2 separate regions of the Drosophila melanogaster genome follow, and region 2 is linked to region 1. Evidence: chromatin contacts called from public Hi-C data. All regions are on one chromosome and are shown on one strand. The core of a region is the stretch at or near the end of the contact, and the rest is flanking DNA. Distances in the headings are between cores, read along the strand shown. Region 1 holds the start of FIG4 (FIG4 phosphoinositide 5-phosphatase). Region 2 holds the start of CG3294.

What was found. Hi-C and Micro-C count contacts between places; a contact is called where the count stands out from the background.
Region 2: a Hi-C map of the Kc167 cell line shows a contact between it and region 1, with 3 times the contacts expected there. The contact joins the promoter of CG3294 here to the promoter of FIG4 in region 1. A contact is called at or near these places in 10 of 107 Hi-C or Micro-C datasets (the Clone 8 cell line, the D17-c3 cell line, the Kc167 cell line and 4 more) and 1 of 6 datasets of contacts at active chromatin or transcription factors (the Kc167 cell line).

Annotation. Positions count from the first base shown.
Region 1 is chr2L:4,463,721-4,468,767 of dm6, reverse strand. It overlaps FIG4 (FIG4 phosphoinositide 5-phosphatase), which reads right to left and starts at 3,594. Exons shown (of 3, transcript NM_134997.4): 1 at 3,450-3,594; 2 at 1,765-3,388; 3 at 746-1,705. The coding sequence starts at 3,530. The coding sequence ends at 834. Paris (Parkin Interacting Substrate) reads right to left here. Exons shown (of 2, transcript NM_134996.4): 1 at 4,982-5,047; 2 at 3,693-4,927. The coding sequence starts at 4,922. The coding sequence ends at 3,882. It overlaps ine (inebriated), which reads left to right. Exons shown (of 10, transcript NM_175958.3): 8 at 1-101; 9 at 167-343; 10 at 407-768. The coding sequence ends at 634.
Region 2 is chr2L:4,792,837-4,798,347 of dm6, reverse strand. CG3294 reads right to left here and starts at 3,799. Exons shown (of 5, transcript NM_175962.1): 1 at 3,663-3,799; 2 at 2,777-3,595; 3 at 2,373-2,505; 4 at 2,129-2,255; 5 at 1,772-2,061. The coding sequence starts at 3,676. The coding sequence ends at 2,394. It overlaps fipi (factor of interpulse interval), which reads left to right and starts at 4,304. Exons shown (of 7, transcript NM_175961.3): 1 at 4,304-4,710. The coding sequence starts at 4,668. It overlaps slf (schlaff), which reads left to right. Exons shown (of 3, transcript NM_135014.3): 3 at 710-1,748. The coding sequence ends at 1,272.

The DNA.
Region 1 (5,047 bases), core at 2,345-4,844:
GCACGGGAAGACTGTCGAAGAACGTCAAGCAAATGACCGGAAAGGCGCCTTCGTTCTATCTCAGATCCTGCTGGCTAGTCCTGGGACCCTGCCTCCTCTTTGTAAGTCATCCCATGGCTAAACTTTGTAGAATTAATCTAAAAGCATTTAATTTTTGCGAACGCAGGCCATCTGGGTATTGAGTCTGATCAACTACCACGAGCCCACCTACCACAATGGACGCTATACCTATCCGGACTGGGCCTACGGAATAGGCTGGATGTTCGCTTCATTCTCGCTGATCTGCATACCTGGATATGCGGTTATCAACTTCCTGCGCTCCAGTGGAGATACCTTTTGGGAAGTATGTTGCTGCTAGCATTTTCCTATGCCACATTATTAACCCGATGTTGAACTCATTTCGCAGCGCATCCGGAACACGCTGAGACCCAACATCTACGAGTGCAAGATTTGCGGGGAACACCACTGCGAACACGACTATCCGGAGCAGGAGCAGTTTATGCTGGCCCAGGAAATGGCCACAGTGTACAAGCCCACCAACCCACACCTGCTCAATCTCGGCCAGAAGTGCGGCTACAACGCCATGCAAGCCTCACCCTCACATGCGGAGGCAGGAGGACCATGTGGCCAGTAGCTGTTAGGAACCTCTCCCAACAATAGCCATTTCCGAGTATTTTTAACGAATCACTTGTGTAAGTTAAATGCAGAAATTAAAGTATTTAAATAAATTCTAGAGCGAGACATTGGATTAGCGATGTTATTTAACTTAATATAATATATAATATATTTTGGGAAAACAAACTAAAATATCAATTGACATTACATATCAGTGACTACAGCTTTTGCACATATTGATAGAGTACATCGAATTCCTCCAGTTTGGGCACAGCATTAAAGGTGCTTCGAGTGCGACAGTACTCGGCATAGATAGTTAGACTCTTGCGAGGAACGACCGGCGGACGCACGCTGAGATAGGAGTCGGTGCCGTAGTCACTGAGTGGACGCAGGGTAATGCCACGCATAATCTTGGCCAGCTCCTGATCGCGCTGAGCAACGGCTGTCTGAGCCGGCCTCGCACCTCCACTGGACAGCTTGCCCATCTGCACGTACTTCTTATAAACAGCCATGCTCTGCTTGGAGGGCGGATTGATGGTGCACCCATAGATTTCCTCCATCGAGGGCAGTCCTGTGGCCAGAGTGGCGGCGGCTGGTTCGGTCGATTCCGTCTGGTTTGCCTCCTTCTCGGCAAAACTTGCACTTAACTCCTCGTCACTGGAGCTATCGTCACCTTCGCTGGAACTTGAGGAATTGCTATTCATAGAACCCGTGGAACTTTGCCCCGTCATCGAGGGATTTTGACGAGCCTTTCGCGATGTCTGGATTTGCCTCTGGAACGGACTGAAATTAGTGCGGAATGTGGGCATGTATCGCAGTGCCAGCTGGCTGATCTCGAACGCAATGTGCTCGCTGAAATCAGTCCACTTGAAGGACTGATGATAGTTTGAGTAGGCATCGATCATTTCCAGGCCGCTGCTGTGAACGCGAAACAGCTCCTTGACCAGTTTGTTGGAGTCCGCACACGAATAGGGTAGGCACGCGCGAACCTTGTGGCGCACCCAATCGGTGATGGCCTTGCTATCCGCTCTCGGCACGAATGCGTTGTGCATGTCGTAGTCCGTCTGTAGCTCCCAAATGGGTGGACCCTCTGCGTGAAAATTGTATTAAATAATTTAATTTAAATATTAAAGAGTTTAGTTTAGTCACGCTTTGTCAAACTGGGCTTGTATATGCCCAAGAACAAGTTGATGCTGTGCTGCTTCTCGGTGTCGCTAAACGTGTTGCTGTAGTACCGACTGAGGGTCTGCATCACATCGCTACCCTGAGATCCCCAGGGCGCCGTCTTTCGGTATGTCTTAATCCGGTGCACCAGCTGCGACCCGCCGTATTGCAGGGCCAGTGTATCGCCGTGCTCCTCATACAGGTTTTCCAGCATCGTCACGCAATCCGAGTCGAACTCCAGCTTAGCGGATTTAACAAAACCCAGACGCTCCAGTTGGTGACCCAAAGCGCACTTTCCAATCGCAAACTGGGCCGAATTGGTGCGATCCAGGCAGTCTACGCAGTTTGTGCGTACAATCCCAGTCTGCAAACCGGGCTCACTGCCAGCCGCCTTGAAAAACATACCCGTCATTTGGACAATACTTTCTGCATGAATTGCTAATTGCTCCATGACGTTGCCTCCGCTCAGGCGACTTTGTCGTGCCATATCGAAGTGGATGTGCTTCATGCGGTGCGGCGGCGGCAGGAATTGGTTGAGATAGCGGATACTGTACTCCAGCTCCTTGGAGATGATCGACTCGTGCTTGCGCCGCTCCCTCTTCTTCACCAGATTGAGCATAATGAGCGGCGCACCATAATGGAAGAGCAGCCGTTCGAAGTGAAGCGACGGAGTCTGCGCATATGGATCGCAAATGTCCAATTGAATCTGCGGCTTGGGCACCATTTTACTGATATCCTGGGACCAGTGTGACGGTATGGAGCCTCGCATTTGGGTGAAGGCGCAGATTCTCTGACCATCGCTGACGATCTGTTCGGTCTCCACCTCATTGGCCACGTCCCCTTGAAAGTTGGCTCCACGCTTAAGGAAACGGGTACCGGCGAAGCGTGAGCTCCTGCGTGCCACCAGGCAAACATTGACGTGCCTCCCAAAAATGCTGATGCAGGATTGGCTGACAAAACCGTGAGTAACCTCTAGAAGCCAGTCCTTGAGCATTATGCCTTCCATGGGCTGCAGGAGATAGGCATTCCAGACAAAGCGCTTGCGGGAATCGGAGCGAAACGCGTAATCCACACGCTCATGGGCCTTGTCCACATTGCTAGTTAGCGTATTCCAATCGGGAAGAGGTTCGTCGCGGTCGAGATCTACCTTGGCACCAACGTAGCGAGGCGCGGACTCGTTGTACTGCAGCGTTCGCGTCAAATCGTAGGAGTATGAGAAATAGAAGTTGCTACGGAGGTCGATATTCTGAAACATCCGCTTGTAGCGATCCTCATGCGGATGCGGTGGTCGTTGCGAGGTCACCTCGTTCACACGCACCATCACCGTGTCCTTAATAGTGTAGACCAGGTGGCGGCCGATGTGGGCGCAGCATTTGCGCTTTGTCACCAGCAAGAGGTAGTAGCCCTCGAGGAAGCGCACAAATCCAAGGACGCCATAAGCGGACGTCACCTTGGGCGAACCCGAAAGGGAAGCGACAAAACGTCGGATCTCCAGGCTGTTAAACTCGTTGGCATTCTCCTCGATACTCAGCCGGTTGTGGGCAAGTCGGTCTATGGTCAGGAGGCGAAACCGAGTCTCCCGATTGTTGCTGCCCACCAAATAGAGGCGCTGAAATTATGGCGATATATGTGATTAGTCAAAAAAAGGTCAGCTGGAGGTGATTTCTTACCGCTCGTGTCTCATAGAGCACTACTTTTTGGATGGAGCTTATCAGGGGATTGAAAACTATATTCGGATTATCATTGTTCATTTTTTCAGCTTTTCCGAAATTTTTTTGTTACAATTTCTCAGGCCGCTCCCACATAAACAACAAACAGCTGATCATCATCTGTAGTTGGATATGCGAGAAATGGCCAGTGTTGGCAGCGTGAGAGGGAGTCGATTAATTAATTTTGTTTTGGTTCAATCAAATATAAATAACATTTTATTCCATCATAAAACATATCAAAATAGGCATATTCATTACCAACCAATTTTATGCCTTATTCTTACAATACCTATGAATATGTTAGCTTATTTTATCATCTAGCAAAATCATTTTTGTCCATTTTAAAGTAGTGCACATGGAAGATATGTCTTCCAAGTGTTTTTAAAGTAGTGGTCACTTGTGTATCTCGAGGATATGTCTAGCAAGTGTTTTTCTCTGCTTATAGAAACTGGCACAGTGAGGACACTTAAATGTTCTTTCAGCGTTGTGTACGAGCTTGTGCTCCTTGAGAGTGCTGCTCAGCCGAAAAGTCTTGGGACAGTGGGAGCAGCGAAATGGACGATCTGGTAAGTGCAGGCGGCTGTGCTGCTTGAGGTGCTGCTTCATAGCGAAGGCCTTGGGGCAGTGGGAACACTTGAATGGTCGTTCACCAGTGTGAGAACGGAAATGGTTATCAAGGTGAAACTTCCTCGTAAATGTTTTCGTGCACTTGGAGCACTTGAACGGTCTCTCGCTGCCATGTGTGCGGATGTGACGCCGGAGATCGGATGATTTAATAAAGGTTTTTGAGCACTGTGAACACTTGAATGGTCGTTCGCCAGTGTGAGTTCGCTCATGCGACTGCAGAGTGGACTGCTGCGCAAAGGTCTTGGCGCAGTGGGAACACTCGTAGGGTTTCGCTGCATTGTGGGTCTTCATGTGCGCCTTGAGAGTGACTCTAAGTCTAAAGTTCCGCTTGCAGTAGGGGCATGGGAAGGATTGTCCGTCCATGTGTGTTCGCATGTGCCTCAGAAAAGTTCCCTTTCGCTGGTATTTCTTGTGGCATTCTCGACATTCGAATGCTACCTTCTTGCTGTCGCTTTTCCCATCGTCATCAGCAGCGGATGCAGAATCAATCCGCGCATCTTCGTCTTCCGAAATCTCCCAGTCTTCTTCTTCGAGCAAGGCGCATAAAGCATCCTCGATGCCTTCATCGCGAACTCGGCAGTAGAACTGGTGGCTTTCCTCACAAGTTTGCCTTATCCCATACGCGCTCTTTACGTCCTCATAGCACTGTGGGCATATCATTTCCGAAAACAAATCGCCACGTTTGACCTCGAATCCGGTGCACTGCGCGATCATCTCGGCAATGGAAACTCTGGTTCTTCGTCTGGCGTCAAATATGTTAACGAGTTTACCAGAAATATCCATACAAACTCGGCATATTTCCGCCATTATCCCTGTAATAAACAATACTTATTAGGCTGAACTTTATGAAGGACTATATTACTTACCTGATGTATATACTAAATAGCTTATAGCTGGAAAAGCAATCTTTTATAATTTAGGAATCCGTTTCA
Region 2 (5,511 bases), core at 2,550-5,049, 330 kb before region 1:
GCACATTGCGAAGACTTCCAAAGAGGCAGCTAATCAAATGGTAGCTGGCAGTTGGTAGTTGGTAGCTGGCAGTTGGCAGCTTGCTCAGGCGAAACAAGTTCGAGGATGGAGTTGTCAGGCGGGGGATCCCATTGTTTCCTCGAAAAAAAAAATAAGCTAAAAAGCAAATATATACGCGGGGAAGCTGAAAACCTTTTGACACCCAAGACAAAAGGAAAGCGGCGGCGTCGGCGGCAGGCGCAAAAAGAAGCATGCTGCATAAATTGCGCGGATTGCGTAACACGCCGCCACCGGGGAAGTTGTGTAAGGCCCGGGGCAGCTTCATCCACTGGCATCCACATTGGTATATATAGTATCTCTTGATTTTCGGCGCTACTCGCTTTCGGTTTCGTTTGCCCATGATGGGGCAGGCTGTGAGATATTGCACTGGGCCTCCGACTTCAGATGGAGATGGAGATGAAGATGAGGCTGCAGCGGCGCGGAAAACCGGTTGCCACATGCCACACCCACACGGGAAAAAAATTAGTTAATTCGGAAGCAAAGGAAAAATGCATCTAAGTTTGAATCTTAAAGTTCAAAGGTCTACTATTATTCAATAGTTAAATTATTTTTTATATATTTTGGAAAGCCATAACATACCCCTACTATTTTCTCAGTGCAAGCATGAAAACAGTTTCCGCTAACCGACTTTCTCCTCGCTGACCCGCAGGTCCCAAGGAGTTCTCCTACCGCGGCAAAAACATGTTCCTAACCACCCACGTGCCCGCGCTGGCCAACAAGAAGGTCGATTGGTTGGATGGTCGCAATCTGTGCCGCGAGTACTGCATGGATCTGGTCGCCCTGGAGACTCAGGAGAAGAACAATCTGATCTTCCGCGTGATCCAGCAGAACGATGTGCCGTACATCTGGACGGCCGGACGTATCTGTGACTTTGCTGGCTGCGAGAATCGTCCAGATTTGGAGCCCAAGACCGTCTATGGATGGTTCTGGTCCGCAACCCGCGAGAAGATCCAGGCCACCAACCGCATCCCACAGGGCTGGGGCTACAACCCATGGTCGCAGACTGGCCACAAGAAGCGCCCGCAGCCGGACAACGCCGAATACGACATCAACCAGACCAAGGAGCAGTGCCTGTCCGTGTTGAACAACGTGTACAACGATGGCATCGCCTGGCACGACGTGGCCTGCTACCACGAGAAGCCCGTCATCTGTGAGGACAACGAGGAGCTGCTGCGCTATGTGGCGGCCACGAATCCCGGCATCCGTCTATAGAGCGGCTCGCTGGGCGTTCGCTGTTTGCCTAATTTTAAAGCTACTTATTATAATATTCCTTAAACGAGTTTTTGTATAATTTTTGTTTGTATGTGTACGACGAAAACGGAAGAAAGCAAGACAAATAGACTTTAGAATTTACAATTTCCGATCCTACAAACACCACAAAACCACCCACCCACCAAATCCACAATACTGCTTTCATCACACCTTAGCACCCAGCACTTAGTCTCACTTCTCCTTCCTCCCTACCTTCGAAACTGCCAATTTTACGCGTAGAATTCTATTCCGTTGTAAACAGTTGAGTCGTTTTCAGATCGCACCTTAAATATTTATAGGCAATCCTAAATTGCAAGTGTTTCGCTCTGACCCACTGTCTGTCATTCAAGCAAGAAATTCGGAATCTCTTTAGTATTTTGTTTGAGACACTCATGTTTTGTCCACAAAGAGATTGAATAAAATTTTGTAAAGATCCCATAAAAAAGAAAACACTTGAATTAATACTTTGGTTTTTATTGGCAATGGTTGTGCTGATGATCGGGTGTTGTGGAGTTGTGATGATGATGATGCCTCTTTGATCTGCGATCGTCATGTGAAGATCCCGAGGAGCTGTGCTCTCTTTTAGAGCGCACGGAACTCCGGTCACTTCTTGACCTGGAATGATGATTCCGCTGTTGGTTGTTTTTGAGATCCCGACCTCGGTTGCCCAAGTCCTTGGAGTTTTCCAGTTCAACCTCGGGGCTTGCCGACCAGCGCCAGTTCCTGCCGTGCTCGCTGTGCTCATCCCAACTGAAGAGATAGGGAAAGTATTTAAATAGTTTGCCGGAATATAAACTAATATTATATTTAAATCCACCTGGGTGTCTTGGCCGTTGGAGTTTGGCTGGAGCGTCGTTCACTGCGTGGACCGCTGGTGTACTCCAGTTCCGTGTTGAACAGGTTGTTCGGATTGCCAAACAGGTGCAGATAGCCGCAGTCGTTACCTTTGGGACATTTACGTGTTAAGGACAAACCTTTAAGAAGTCACAGATTGTGTTAAAGAAAATGGTATTAAAACATATGAATGGGCTTGCTTTGAGTTTTGGTTTTTTAAAGGATACGGCTTCCTCTTGGCATGCAGTTCACGTACCGCAGACTGCGCCGCGCCAGGTCCTCAGATTGGAGAACTCCACGTTTAGTCGCTTGGAGGCGTAGTAGCGACCTTGGAGATTGGTAAATGCGCGAAGTGCAGATCTGAAATCATGACGTACGCTTTATAATAATTAGTTTATGACCTCTTTAGACATTATTAACATAACATAAAAGTATGCAAGCGCAGAGACAATACAATATATATATTTTTTGGCGAGAGAACAGGTATAAATTAAAATTGTGAATTATATGAATTAACTTTTACATGAAAATGCTGGGAAATAGGCTGCATTTGAATATCCGAATTGCTTGCATATAAACAATGTCATATTAATTAAATAATAATAATGATAATTAATACTCTCAGACAAACCGTTCGTTTGTGTACTCCACAAAGACGTGACCCCTGAGGTGTTCCAGCGTATTGCGCACCGTGCGGAAGTTGACAATGGTGCCGAACTTTCTCAGTTCTTCGACGACATCGTTGAAGAACTCATCGTAGTCGTGGCGCAGATCCTGTTCGGTCAATTCCAGGTGTTCCTCCGCCGAGGCGTACTCCTTGTGCGTGCATCGCTTCTGCAGCATGGAATGGTTGAAGAAGTGCCGGATGAGAAGGATCCTTCCCAGCATCGGGCGGCGATGGTTGAAGGTGCAGGCGTGACCGTAGCGGCAACAGTTGGTGCGGCTAAAGAACTCGCAGGCTCGTTCCTCCGGATGCGTCTCCATTACACGCAGAAGGTGGCTGGGTGGCTTCTCGATACGCGGGTTGTTCAGATACTCATCCATGCTCTCCATCATGGCATCGAATTCGGCGGCAGCCTTGGCGGCTTTTCGTGTCTCTTCCTCGCGCTGCTTCCGCTGTCTCTCCTCCCGTTCCGCCCGCTCTTTCGCCTGTTCCCGCTGCAAACGCTCCACTTCCTCCTGCTCCTGACGCTTCTTCGCCTCGTCCATTTGGAATTGTCGCTGCGCTGTGGCTTCGCGTCGCAGCCAGGACTCCTCCGCCAACTGGCGCTCCCGTTCGTCGGCTAGTCGTTGGAATTCCTGCATTTCCTCCTGTTCCTGCGACCATTTCTGGTACTCCGGCTGCATAAGTCTTTGGTTTTCCGCCTCTTCCTCCAGTTTATCACGTTCTTTGGCATGTTTTTGACGACGCCGCTTCCTCTGCTGCTTCTTGATTAACTTTCGCCGTGCCCTTTGTATAAATTATATACATTAAATTAAATTATACATTATATTTAAACAAATTTATAGTTATTTACTTCCTTCCCGGCATTTCGCAAAATCAAAACATTGAATTTCGGTGAGCAGCTGAAACGCATTTGTGAGAACACAGCTGATTAATACCGTGTACAGGGTCTATGAAAAATACCACAAAATACTGCAGCACGAAAAAAATTACATTTTTACATTTACATATTTTTCAAAGTTTTCATAAATCTGGCAAATCAAAAATGTTTTGTAAGTTTTCCCTCAAAATTAAGATTTCATATCATAAATGTTTAAAATTTACGAATTCTTACGATTTTTGTAATTCAAAATTTATTATAAATTATAACAGTCTAATATAACACCAAGTTTCGTTCTTGCTATAAAATGTAAAATAACATTGCTGTATAGCACAATGCCAAAAGCCTCAGTTCAACTTACACTGCTATAAATTATGTTATGTGATTTTTATAGCACTGTGTCGAAGAGCTTTTAAAATTTAATAGAAGCGCTTAGTTTGAATATTTTCTTGTTTATCAGATTTGTATATTTTGAATTGAACCGTTTATTCAAGCTTTTTCTCAATTCCCCCTTCCATCGAACCAGAAACTTTCGAACTCGAAAATTCCCCTCTGCAACAATGTTGCCAGCAACATTGTGTCCGGCGATTGCCGAAGATGCGAAAAAAAATCAAATTCAGTGATAAAGTAAAATTCGTGCGCGTCGGTTCACCTACACTTCGTGTCGCCAGAGAAAGCCTTTCTCCTGGCTTTCTCTCTGAGCTCTCCTTTTGCGCTCGGCTCCGAAATCCGAAGTCCGGAATTTGGACTCCGGCTCAAGCGCCGAATCGCCGAGCTTGGCTCACGGAAAACCAACTGAGTTGTGCGAAACTAAGTCAAAACAATTGATGTGAATTCTCGCGGCACAACTTGATATTAGATAAATGAAATAATTCGCGCCGCTGGCACTTTGAACTCGTAATCAGGTCGCAAGCATATTCACGGTTTTTTGTGTAGTAACCACAGGAATTCAAATTCATATTCGTTGAGATTCTCGCAATGCGGCTAATTGGATTTATTCTGAATTTGGCAGCCCTAACAGGTAAGTGGTTCTTACACTGGGAGAAAAAGAAAACAAATGTTATCTAAATACATAAAATAGCCTGATTCTAAAGCTAGCAATTAAGGGATATTTAGAAAACAATATTTTTGGATTTGATGCTATCAATCCATAGATGCTATATTAGTTGTAATAGTAGATTTTTGTAACCATCACTTATTGAAATGCAATTAAATAACTTAAATATAAACTTAAAGAAAGAAGAACATATATCGCAAATTAAAACAATATGTTCTTTACTTACAATTTTTTTCTGTACGCCTAAAAGGGGCATTTAATTTTCAATAATAAACGATTTGACCGCATTTGTTGCTCTAGTGTTACATTGGCTGAGGTGGTCATCGAGTTCTGGAGGGGATGTGGATGGGGATGAGGATGTGGCGACCTCTTCCGAGTTACGTTCTGCGTTTTATTTTCGGACCCATGAACGGTGTTTATTATGTTCTTGTCTGGTCGATGGACAGTTACGAGCTTTAGTAGTATTCATAATGTGGTTGTTGTGGTTTTCCGTCTTCCTCGTCGTCGTCGTGTCGTTACGTATTTATCAATATTTGCCCTCTGTATTTAGTTTTGTGGCTCAAGTGTCTCGTGGCTAATAGAAAATCGATGCTGGCACATTGTTGCACATTTCGCTGAAGTATCTCGAAGATACTGGGAAAGTATCTTGCCGCTTTGCAGCCCTTTTGCGCTGTTCTCACTGCTTTCTGTTGGATTTTTTGAAGTCGCTGTCAGTCAACGATGTTTGCTCTTAGTCTTTCGATCAATTTTCACTGCCTAAAAGCT